Linked DNA regions of Pan troglodytes: region 2 is linked to region 1. Evidence: chromatin contacts called from public HiChIP or PLAC-seq data. All regions are on one chromosome and are shown on one strand. Each heading gives the region's core, a stretch centred on a gene start, on an enhancer-like site or on the middle of the called end of the contact. The rest is flanking DNA. Distances are from core to core; before and after follow the strand shown.

Region 1 (4,814 bases), core at 50-2,549:
CTGATCCTCCCAAAGGTGAGAGTTCCTGCTAGTAGTTCTGGGGAACCCCCTTATCTGCCCTGGCTAGTCCTCCTCACTAGTTTCCGGGGAACCCCCATATCTGCTCTGGCTAGGCCTCCTCACTAGTTCCTGGAATGGTCTCCATCTCTCCTCAGCCCCTGCCAGATTGCTGAGCACGTTGGTATTGGAGCAAGCTGTGTGTATCTGTCTCGCCAGAAATATTCCGTAGTCCTGAAGATCAGGGATGGTAACTTTCGTCTCCACATCCCCAGTACCTAGTTTAGTGTCTGGCATGCATGAAAGTGCGTGCGTAGAACTGAATTAACAATTATAATATATTGTTCTCCTGTTACGGCTGAAGTCGCGTAAGGCAGAGATCACATCTCCTACAGTCTCATGTCGTTTCCACGGACAGGGATGAGCGAGACATCTAACATTTACTGGGTTCCTAGTCCCTGTATACATAAATGGATGATGAATGGCTTGGGGAATGTAACATGTGATCTTTAATCTGCAATGCACTCTCCCAGTAGATATTTCTAGTGGAGACATTAGAAAAATTAGAGCTAGATGTGTTCATTGCCTTAATTTCAAAGGCAATCTTGCCGCCTTTCACCGCCCCTCTATGCATTCTAGTGGCGCACTCCCGCCTCCCCCGAGTGATAATGATTGGTATTTTCCAGCCGAGATCCGAAAAAAAAAATCTGCCTCCGAGGCGATGATTGGTTCACTGCTTCCCGCATCCCACCTCAGGGTTGCCTCCGGGTACCTTCCCGTGTAGGAAAATGATTTTGTCCCGCGCAGACTCCCTCAGCACTTTCTGCAGTCTGAAGCCGGAGAACGGTAAGCGGACAGGAGCACAGGTACCATTTCCAACTCCTGCCTCCTTTTCCTCTGTGCTGGCGGCGTGGGCCTCCTCCACGTCCAATTCGCGCTTTCTCTTGCCGAGTTGAGGAGCTGCGTCCGCCATGCTGCCGCGGAGGCGGTGTGCGCCTGCGCCCCCTGCGCTGGCCCCGCCCCTAGCCCGAGTCCAGCGGCCTGGCTGGGCTGCTAACTCCTGGCCTACCCTGCTCTGGCACCCGCTCCTGCGGGCTGCGTGCCGCGCATGGCGGAGCCCGCTGACCTGTCCCAGGGCGCGCCTTTCAACCAAGTTACTGCCTTTGGCCCCGTTGTGGTGCCGGCCGGCCTTCAGGGAAGGGAAAAGAAGGCTGAGAGTCCCGAAAGCGGCGGGCTAGAGGTGGCTGCGCAGTGAAGAGGGACCCGCAGGCCCACGCCCGGGAGTGGGAGCCGAAGACGCCCTTGGGCCACGGGAGTGTTGGAGGCCTTGTTTGAATACTGACATTTTAATCATAGTTACACCGACGTTGACCAATTATCGGGGAAGCAACGTTTCTGACGCAAATCCGTGAGCCCATTTGATTCCTTGGTCGATTTTTTATACCGAGTATTTAAGCCATTTCCATTTTTCTCCCATTTTAATTACTTTGCAGAAATTTTCATCGTGGTCAGTTTTTTACTTTGTAGACTCAGTACTTCTCTGCTGACAAGAAAGGTAAACGAATATGGCCAGAAGAACCATCTCCATCACCCACTTATTTCCGGGCTAGAGGCATCCCCCTCCTCTCTATTTTGTTTACCTGTATTTCTGCCCTGCTACCCAGGGATATGATTTGCAGTATGATTCGTCTCCCAGGGTTTCGTTTCTCTTTTTTTTTTTTTTTTTTTTTTGCCATATAAAATTATTACTTGTAACTTCTGCTGTTGAGGGTTTCTTTGGTGACCATTGTTTCTGGTTAGCCCGTTTTTCACTGGTGTTATTTAACAGATCTAAATTTTGTGAAGAGTTGGTACTTACGGACGGGCGCGGTGGCTCACGCCTGTAATCCCAGCACTTCGAGAGGTCGAGGTGGACGGATCACGAGGTTAAGATACCGAGACCATCCTGGCCAACATGGTGAAACCCCGTCTCTACTAAAAATACAAAAATTACCCGGGCGTGGTGGCCCGCGCCTGTAATCCCAGCTACTCGGGAGGCTGAGGCAGGAAAATCGCTTGAACGCGGGAGGCGGAGTATTGTAGTGAGCCGAGATCGCACCACTGCTCTCCACCCTGGCGACAGAGCGAGACTACGTCTCAAAAAAAAAAAAAAAAAAGAGTTGGTACTTACATCGCTTCAGTCAGCCACACATTTATTTTGCCAGTGATTTGAGTTTAGGTTTTCAGACAGATCTCATGGGTGTGGGACAGTTTTTGCCATTCTCAACATTAGCAACAAGATGCAATTTACAGTCAGTTTTTGGTCAATAACAAAGTGTACCATGTGTTAGTTTGATTTTTGGATTACTTCTACCAGAAATATAGATTAGGAGTTGGATAAAAGACTACTTTGGGCCAGGCGCGGTGGCTCATGCCTGTAATCCCAGCACTTTGGGAGGCCGAGGTTGGATCACGAGGTCAGGAGATCGAGACCATGCTGGCTAACATGGTGAAACTCCGTCTCTACTAAAAATACAAAAAAATTAGCCAGGCGTGGTGGTGGGCGCCTGTAGTCCCAGCTACTTGGGAGGCTGAGGCAGGAGAATGGCGTGAACCCGGGAGGCGGAGCTTGCAGTGAGCTGAGATCGCGCCACTGCACTCCAGCGTGGGTGACAGAGCGAGACTCCCTCTCAAAAAAAAAAAAAAAAAAAAAGGACTACTTTGTGTGTGTGTGTGTGTGTGTGTGTGTGTGATGCAGAAAGCATTATTAGGAGAGACTTAGGATCTGTCCCCCAGGCTGGAGTGCAATGGCGCGATCTCGGCTCACTGCAACCTCTGCCTCCAAGGTTCAAGCGATTCTCCTGCCTCAGCTTCCTGAGTAGCTGGTATTACAGGCGGCTGCTACCACTCCCGGCTAACTTTTTGTATTTTTAAGTGGAGTCAGGGTTTCACCATGTTGGCCAGGCTGGTCTCGAACTCCTGACCTCGTGATCCGCCCGCCTGGGCCTCCCAAAGAGCTGGCATTACAGGCGTGAGCCACCGCACCCTGCCAAAGTAGCTATGTTTTAACAAAAAGAGCCCATAATTGAGAGCCATGAAGTCGGGCCCCAACACTGACTAGCTGTGCAACTTTGGAAAAGTCTCTTAACCTTTCCAGGTCTCCATTTTCCATGTGCCAGCGGCTATTAGTTCTAAGCAAGACAACGAGGCCTCTTCTTTCATAAAATGTATATTCAAATGGGGTACATGAGGTAAACAAGATAATGATTAAGTACTGTTTTTTGTTTTGTTTTGTTTTGTTTTTTGAGACGGAGTCTCCCTCTGTCGCCCAGGCTGGAGTGCAGTGGTGCGATCTCGGCTCACTGCAAGCTCCACCTCCCGGGTTCACGCCATTCTCCTGCCTCAGCCTCCCAAGTAGCTGGGACTACAGGGGCCTACCACCACGCCTGGCTAATTTTTTGTATTTTTAGTAGAGACGGGGTTTCACCGTGTTAGCCAGGATGGTCTCAATTTCCTGACCTCGTGATCCGCCCGCCTCAGCCTCCCAAAGTGCTGGGATTACAGGCGTGAGCCACCGTGCCCAGCCAAGTACTGTTAATAGGACAAAACTGGACAGTGTGAAAGAGCCTGGGGATAGGAGCCCCCCCCCCCCCTTTTTTTTTCTTTGAGACAGAGTCTCACTCTGTCACCCAGGCTGGAGTACAGTGGTGCAATCTTGGCTCACTGCAACCTTCATCTCCCATGTTCAAGCGACTCTTCTGCCTCAGCCTTCTAAGTAGCTGGGATTACAGGCGTACACTAGCACACCTGGCCAATTTTTGTATTTTTAGTAGAGATGGGGTTTTGCCATGTTGGCCAGGCTGGTCTCAAACTGACCTCAGGTGACCTGCCCATCTCCCAAAGTGTTGGGATTACAGGCATGAGCCATCATGCTCGGCCAAGCTCTTTAGATAAAATGATCATGGACAGCCTCTCAAAAGGTGACATTTGAGCTGAGACTTGAATGATGAGAAGGAACCAGCCATATCAGCCATATGAAGAGCCCAGGCACAGTAAATATTAGCTGTCAAAGACCCTAGAGCAGTAATGTGCTTGACATTTTTAAAAAATAGGAATGACCGTGGGGCATGGTGGCTTACACCTGTAATCCCAGCACTTTGGGAGGCTGAGGTGGGCGGATCACTTCAGATCAGGAGCTCGAGACCAGCCTGACCAACATGGTGAAACATAGTCTGTACTAAAAATACAAAAATTAGCCGGGTGTGGTGGTGTGTGCCTGTAATCCCAGCTACCTGGGAGGCTGAGGCAGGAGAATCACTTCAACTCAGGAGTTGCAGGTTGCAGTGAGCCAAGGTCGCGCCACTGCACTTCAACCTGGGTGACAGAGCAAGACTGTCTCAAAAGGAATGACCTGTGTAGCTAAAACATAATGAGCAAAAGAGAAACATTTGAAATGAAATAGTAGAGAAATGTATTCATTAGCGGCAAAATTAATCAATATGGGTATAATTTTGATTAAAATATAAAACCAGAATTCTACTCTTCAAAAAGGCCTGGCTCATGCCCCACGTGGTGGCTCATACCTGTAGTCCCAGCTACTTAGGAGGCTGAGGTGGGAGGACCACTTGAGCCCAGAAGTTTGAGGCTGCAGTGAGCTATAATCACACCACTGCCCTCCAGCCTGGGCAAGAGAGCGAGGCTTTGTCTCTTAAAAAAAAAGAATGCCAAGGAAAGGATGAGCTCATAGGAAGCCTCAGCTACCAGAGGTTCTATTAAATACCAGACCTCAGTGTGAAAGGAATCTTTATGGTAGTAGTTAAAATTCATTTCCTCAGTTA
Region 2 (4,399 bases), core at 1,099-3,598, 700 kb before region 1:
CTTACTTTAATAAAATGTTTGCATTTTGCATCCAACATGGTTGTAGATGTATGTTGAAGGAAGTCTGTCCTGGAACCCAGAACCAAGGCTGGATGTGGGGTCTGGTTCTGGGGAAAACAAGGAGATAAGGGAAAGACAATGAGTTCAGTAAGTTGGGGAAAGACTGAGGGTGCTCAGACTGAGTAGAATGAACACAAAGCAGTTTGAGGAAAGGTCAGAACCAATGACAGTGGAGAGGCCCACACAGATCTCAGGGTTGTCACTTGCTCACTTGTTTTTTTGGGGATGGAGACCCACCACTCGAAATAATCTGCCCTAACACTGATGGCATTAAAGAGCATTTCCATTTGTCTCCATGATGAAAGGTGTGGCCTCTGGAACAGAAGACAATGTGATTTTAGGATTCTGAAGAATCCTGGAGATCCACTGGCTCAAACACATCATTTAATAGATGAAGAAAGGTGTGCCCAGGTTCATTAAGGGGCCACATTGGTTAGCAGTGGCCAGGCCAGCGCCACATCAAAAGGCTCACCAGACTCCCTCCATGAGGCCTGATCCTCAATGAATCAGGGGAGCAGACAACCTGCCCTTCAGGGGATGCTTCTGAAAGTTGAATATCTGGTTCTCTGAGCCCTTTCCCTCTACAATGGAAAGACCAACTGCAGGGAGCAGGGGTTAAGGTCTCGTAATCCACCTACACAGAAGTAAGCAAGAAATCTGGTTCAGATAAATGAAAAAGAAATAGGCTAGAAGACTGTGACTGCCCAGGTCATAAAGGCTGCCACCCAGCGAGGACCTCTGACGACCATCTGGTCTCTGGAAGTGTACGTAGCTTGGAGTCCTTATTAACTTACCTACGACTGGAGAGTCAGGTTACCCTGAACTCCCAGTAGGAGGCTGTTCAAAATGTGTTAAATCCCTGGACAAAAGAGGTTTAACCAGTACTGGCAGGATATATGAAAAACAAAAAGGGAATGCGGTTTCTAATGTATCTCTGCAACAAATACTGTGAAGAGGCATTAAGCAGGCAATTCTCTGTACATGATGACTGCCCATCTCTTAAAAGAGCCGCTCCCTCTTCTTGGTGATAATGGTGTCTCATGAACACAGAATAGCTGTGACTGTGAGCCCGGCCAGCATGGCAGTGGGGGAGATGGAGAAGGATAGGACAGTGGGGACACTGGGCCCAGGTGGGGGCCCTGGACTGTTGCCTCATCCTGCAGCTTTCCTGCAGGGCCCCAAGCAAGCTAACCTAGAAGGATGCATCTCTAATGAAAAGGAAGGGCCCAGACAGATGCCATCCAGGGCAATTTCTCTTATTAAAATGTCAGTGAGATGTTTTATAATATTTTCCCACATACAGACCTGTATATACCTCTTTCCAACTAGAGGACAAACTTTCCAGGAACAGGAATTCTCATAGTCATTCCACATGTCTTTAAGTATCCAAAACAGGCCTTTGAACAAAGCGAGGGAATAACACATGTTAGACATTGGGCTGACAGCCACGAGGAAGGTCAGGAGAAAGTGGCGGTGAGCTGAGGTCTGCAGTGTGCCCAAAAGCCAGCCTGCTCCGAGCACTCGACAGCCGTACCCCTCACTCCTGCACCGGGACCCAGAACCTTGCGCATCACTCTCTTCGTCCCAGAACTCAGAAAACCCTGGGGGCAACAGGCAGCAAGGCTTGGAAGAGCAGGAGAGCAGGGCTTGGACGCTTTCCGGGGGAGCCTTGCCCTCCTGTCACTTCTTGGCCAGCCAGCAGCAGAACCTGGGGCCGGCCGGCATCCTCTGTAGGCTCCCGCCTCCGCGCGGGTCTGGGCCATCCAGCTCCGGCTCGCCCCGCTGGCGGAGGTGGGGGGCGGGGCCAGGGGCTCACAGGACCCAGCACTTGGCACCCGAGGCTTGGGGAGGGGGCTGGGGACTGATGGATTCGGCCTCCGGACTCCACGCCTGGCGAAGAAACGCTGGAGAGGATGCCACCTGCTGGCATCCCACCGGCTTGCACGGTGGGCACAAGAGACCTGGAGCCAGCCTGGATGTGCAGAAAACCAGAATTCGGGCGGTTTTCCAAGTTGCTGGCTTTCGGCTGTCTCTGTAGGGCTGCTGCCTCCACCGACTGTCCAGAGACCCCGTCCCCCGCGCGCCGCCCCCCGGACGCGAAGGCTTCCAGCAGGGGCGGCGGTCTCTCTCCTCTCCCCTCTTGCAGCGCACTCCGAGGTCTAGGGACTCTCCGCGCTTCTCCATCAGGTGGAGCCGTCGGCTCCTCGCCGCCTCCCTCCTCCTCCCTCCCCCGGAGCGAACCGCGCGCAGGCCGCCTTGCAGCGCCAGGAGGCTAACCGAGCCCCCGGAGGAGGTGAGGCCGCGGGCAGCCGGGCGGAGATGGCGGGGCCGCCGTCGAGGCTGGCGCCAGAGCCCGACCGGCTGTGGGTCCTGCAGGTACTGCTCGCGTTCTCTGCCCCACGTGGTGGCTGCTGAAGATTGCCGTGGGTTTTCCGGCACTCAGGCTTGATACGCCTCCTGGTCCTTTTAGAGGCGGGCAGCTCATCACTTAATCCAAGCTTTTTCTTTCTTTCTTTCTTTCTGCGGGAGACGGGAGGTTACAGGGAGGGAGTAGAGGGGAGTGGAGAGGGGAACAGCCCCAGCTGGCTGGGTGGTGGGGGTGAGGGGGATGCCTGGAGCCAGTAAGGGGGCCATGAGGCCAGTGTTGGGGGCCAATGGGAGAGCGAAACAAGATCCTTCCAACCTGGATCTCCCAGGCCCACCTCTTCTTTCCAAGAGTCAGTGCGAGCGTGGAGTGCAGACGCCTGTACGTGTGCCTGATTATTGCGTATTGCACACTTCACTAGCCTTGTGACCCTGGTTTTGTAATAGTTCCCTCGGGGGCTGAATTAAGCAAATCTGGGCCCTGGGCCATTGAGGAATTAGCACTCAAAATTAAACAACAGCTTAAAGGATAAATCTTTAGTTAAAACATCAAATGTTGCTACCTTTGATAGAGAATCTGCATTCTAGTGTTTGTCTCATTCCCTGCAAGAATGGCACGCAGACACCTGAAATTTCTCCCCAATAACCCCATAGGCTTAATGCAAAGCTACTACTAAGGTGACGGCGCTATACATAGAGTTATTTTCAGTCTTAATGTGTTATTTGGCATATGTTATTTACAATTATTTTTTATCTCCTCTGTGTGTTTCTGATTTGCCTCTTCCATTTATTGCATGATCTGTTACACCAGGCTAATGGACTCAGGCTCAGCTGACACTACTTCAGTAACTTGTTTGTTAATTTAGCTAATGGGCTGCCTCTTTTGTGTCCTTTTAGTTTCTGTTGCTCAACATTTCTGTTTCTCCTCCCAAAGTTTGCTTACAAATTTCCCTTTGTTATGTTTAACAGCCTCTAAGGGATGCAGTTAAATAAACTATTAAGTTAAGAATAGAAAAGTCAACAAAGCAGACACCTACTAATTTGTAGATCTTTGGTGTCAACTACCAGGTGTCAGCTCCTACAAGCACACTTCTATATGCCCCTGCTTCTTTCTTTCTTGTTCACAAATACCAAGGGATAATTTTTTAAAGTTAACATCCGCATGGAAACTTGGAGTTGGAATGTGCCTTGTAGTGAGCAGAGTCCTCAAAAGATGTGCTACTACTGAAAGAGGAAAGGCTAAGAGTTTCCCAAAAGACCTCCCCAAGGTCCAGGGACTGAAGACAGTAGTGATTGATTTTAGAATTCAATGCTAAATGGCACGTCAGCGGAGCGTCTTTCATTTTCCTCTCCTCTCTCTTTACCTCTCCTTCTCACAGTGCATAACGTTGAATATTTTTCTGTGTTGCTTTGTTATGTCCTTAGAGTTTGCATCTTGTGTGTATACTCTGCTTGCACACTAGATTATGAGCTTCTGAAGGCATGGTCTGTGCCTATTATTTTGCTTCCCTCCATGGCCTGCTTATACCAAGCATGCCTAAATGTCTATTAAGTAAATAGACCCAGATAAATTCATGTTGATATCCTGGAGGAAATCGAGTTTGATTTGAGTGTGGAGTGTGAATTTCATGATAGGTAAAAGACTTGAAGATCCTTAGGAGGCAGTTGCCTATGACCTTGGCCTCTCCTTCGCAATTGGACTCACAGCACCTCTTGGAGAAAAGACAGGCTCAGAGTGATGGAGCGCTCATTAGAGGAGAGGCTCTGAATGCAAAGACAGGCTGCTCCCCTGTCCTCGTTAGGAAATGCACAAACCAGGATAATGATAATAAATGGGTGTGTGTCACAAGCCTACTTGCCTTCCCTTTAGTTCCTGCATTTTGTCTTCCAGGAGCAGTGCAAAGCAAACTAAGATCCAAATGTTCAGGTTTTATTACCTACCCCCCCACCACCACAACCACCCACCCACCCACAG

The links. HiChIP or PLAC-seq counts read pairs in DNA pulled down with a chosen protein or histone mark.
Region 2: an H3K4me3 HiChIP or PLAC-seq map of stem cell-derived excitatory neurons shows a contact between it and region 1, with 7 times the contacts expected there. The contact joins the promoter of KIRREL3 here to the promoter of DCPS in region 1. A contact is called at or near these places in 1 of 7 Hi-C or Micro-C datasets (stem cell-derived neural progenitor cells) and 1 of 1 datasets of contacts at active chromatin or transcription factors (stem cell-derived excitatory neurons).

Annotation. Positions count from the first base shown.
Region 1 is chr9:128,237,180-128,241,993 of NHGRI_mPanTro3-v2.0_pri, reverse strand. It overlaps DCPS (decapping enzyme, scavenger), which reads right to left and starts at 1,299. Exons shown (of 6, transcript XM_016922497.4): 1 at 770-1,299. The coding sequence starts at 970.
Region 2 is chr9:128,940,180-128,944,578 of NHGRI_mPanTro3-v2.0_pri, reverse strand. KIRREL3 (kirre like nephrin family adhesion molecule 3) reads left to right here and starts at 2,348. Exons shown (of 17, transcript XM_016922484.4): 1 at 2,348-2,436. It overlaps LOC101059748 (putative uncharacterized protein KIRREL3-AS3), which reads right to left and starts at 2,341. Exons shown (of 2, transcript XM_016922498.4): 1 at 2,152-2,341; 2 at 1-2,150. The coding sequence starts at 2,244. The coding sequence ends at 1,518.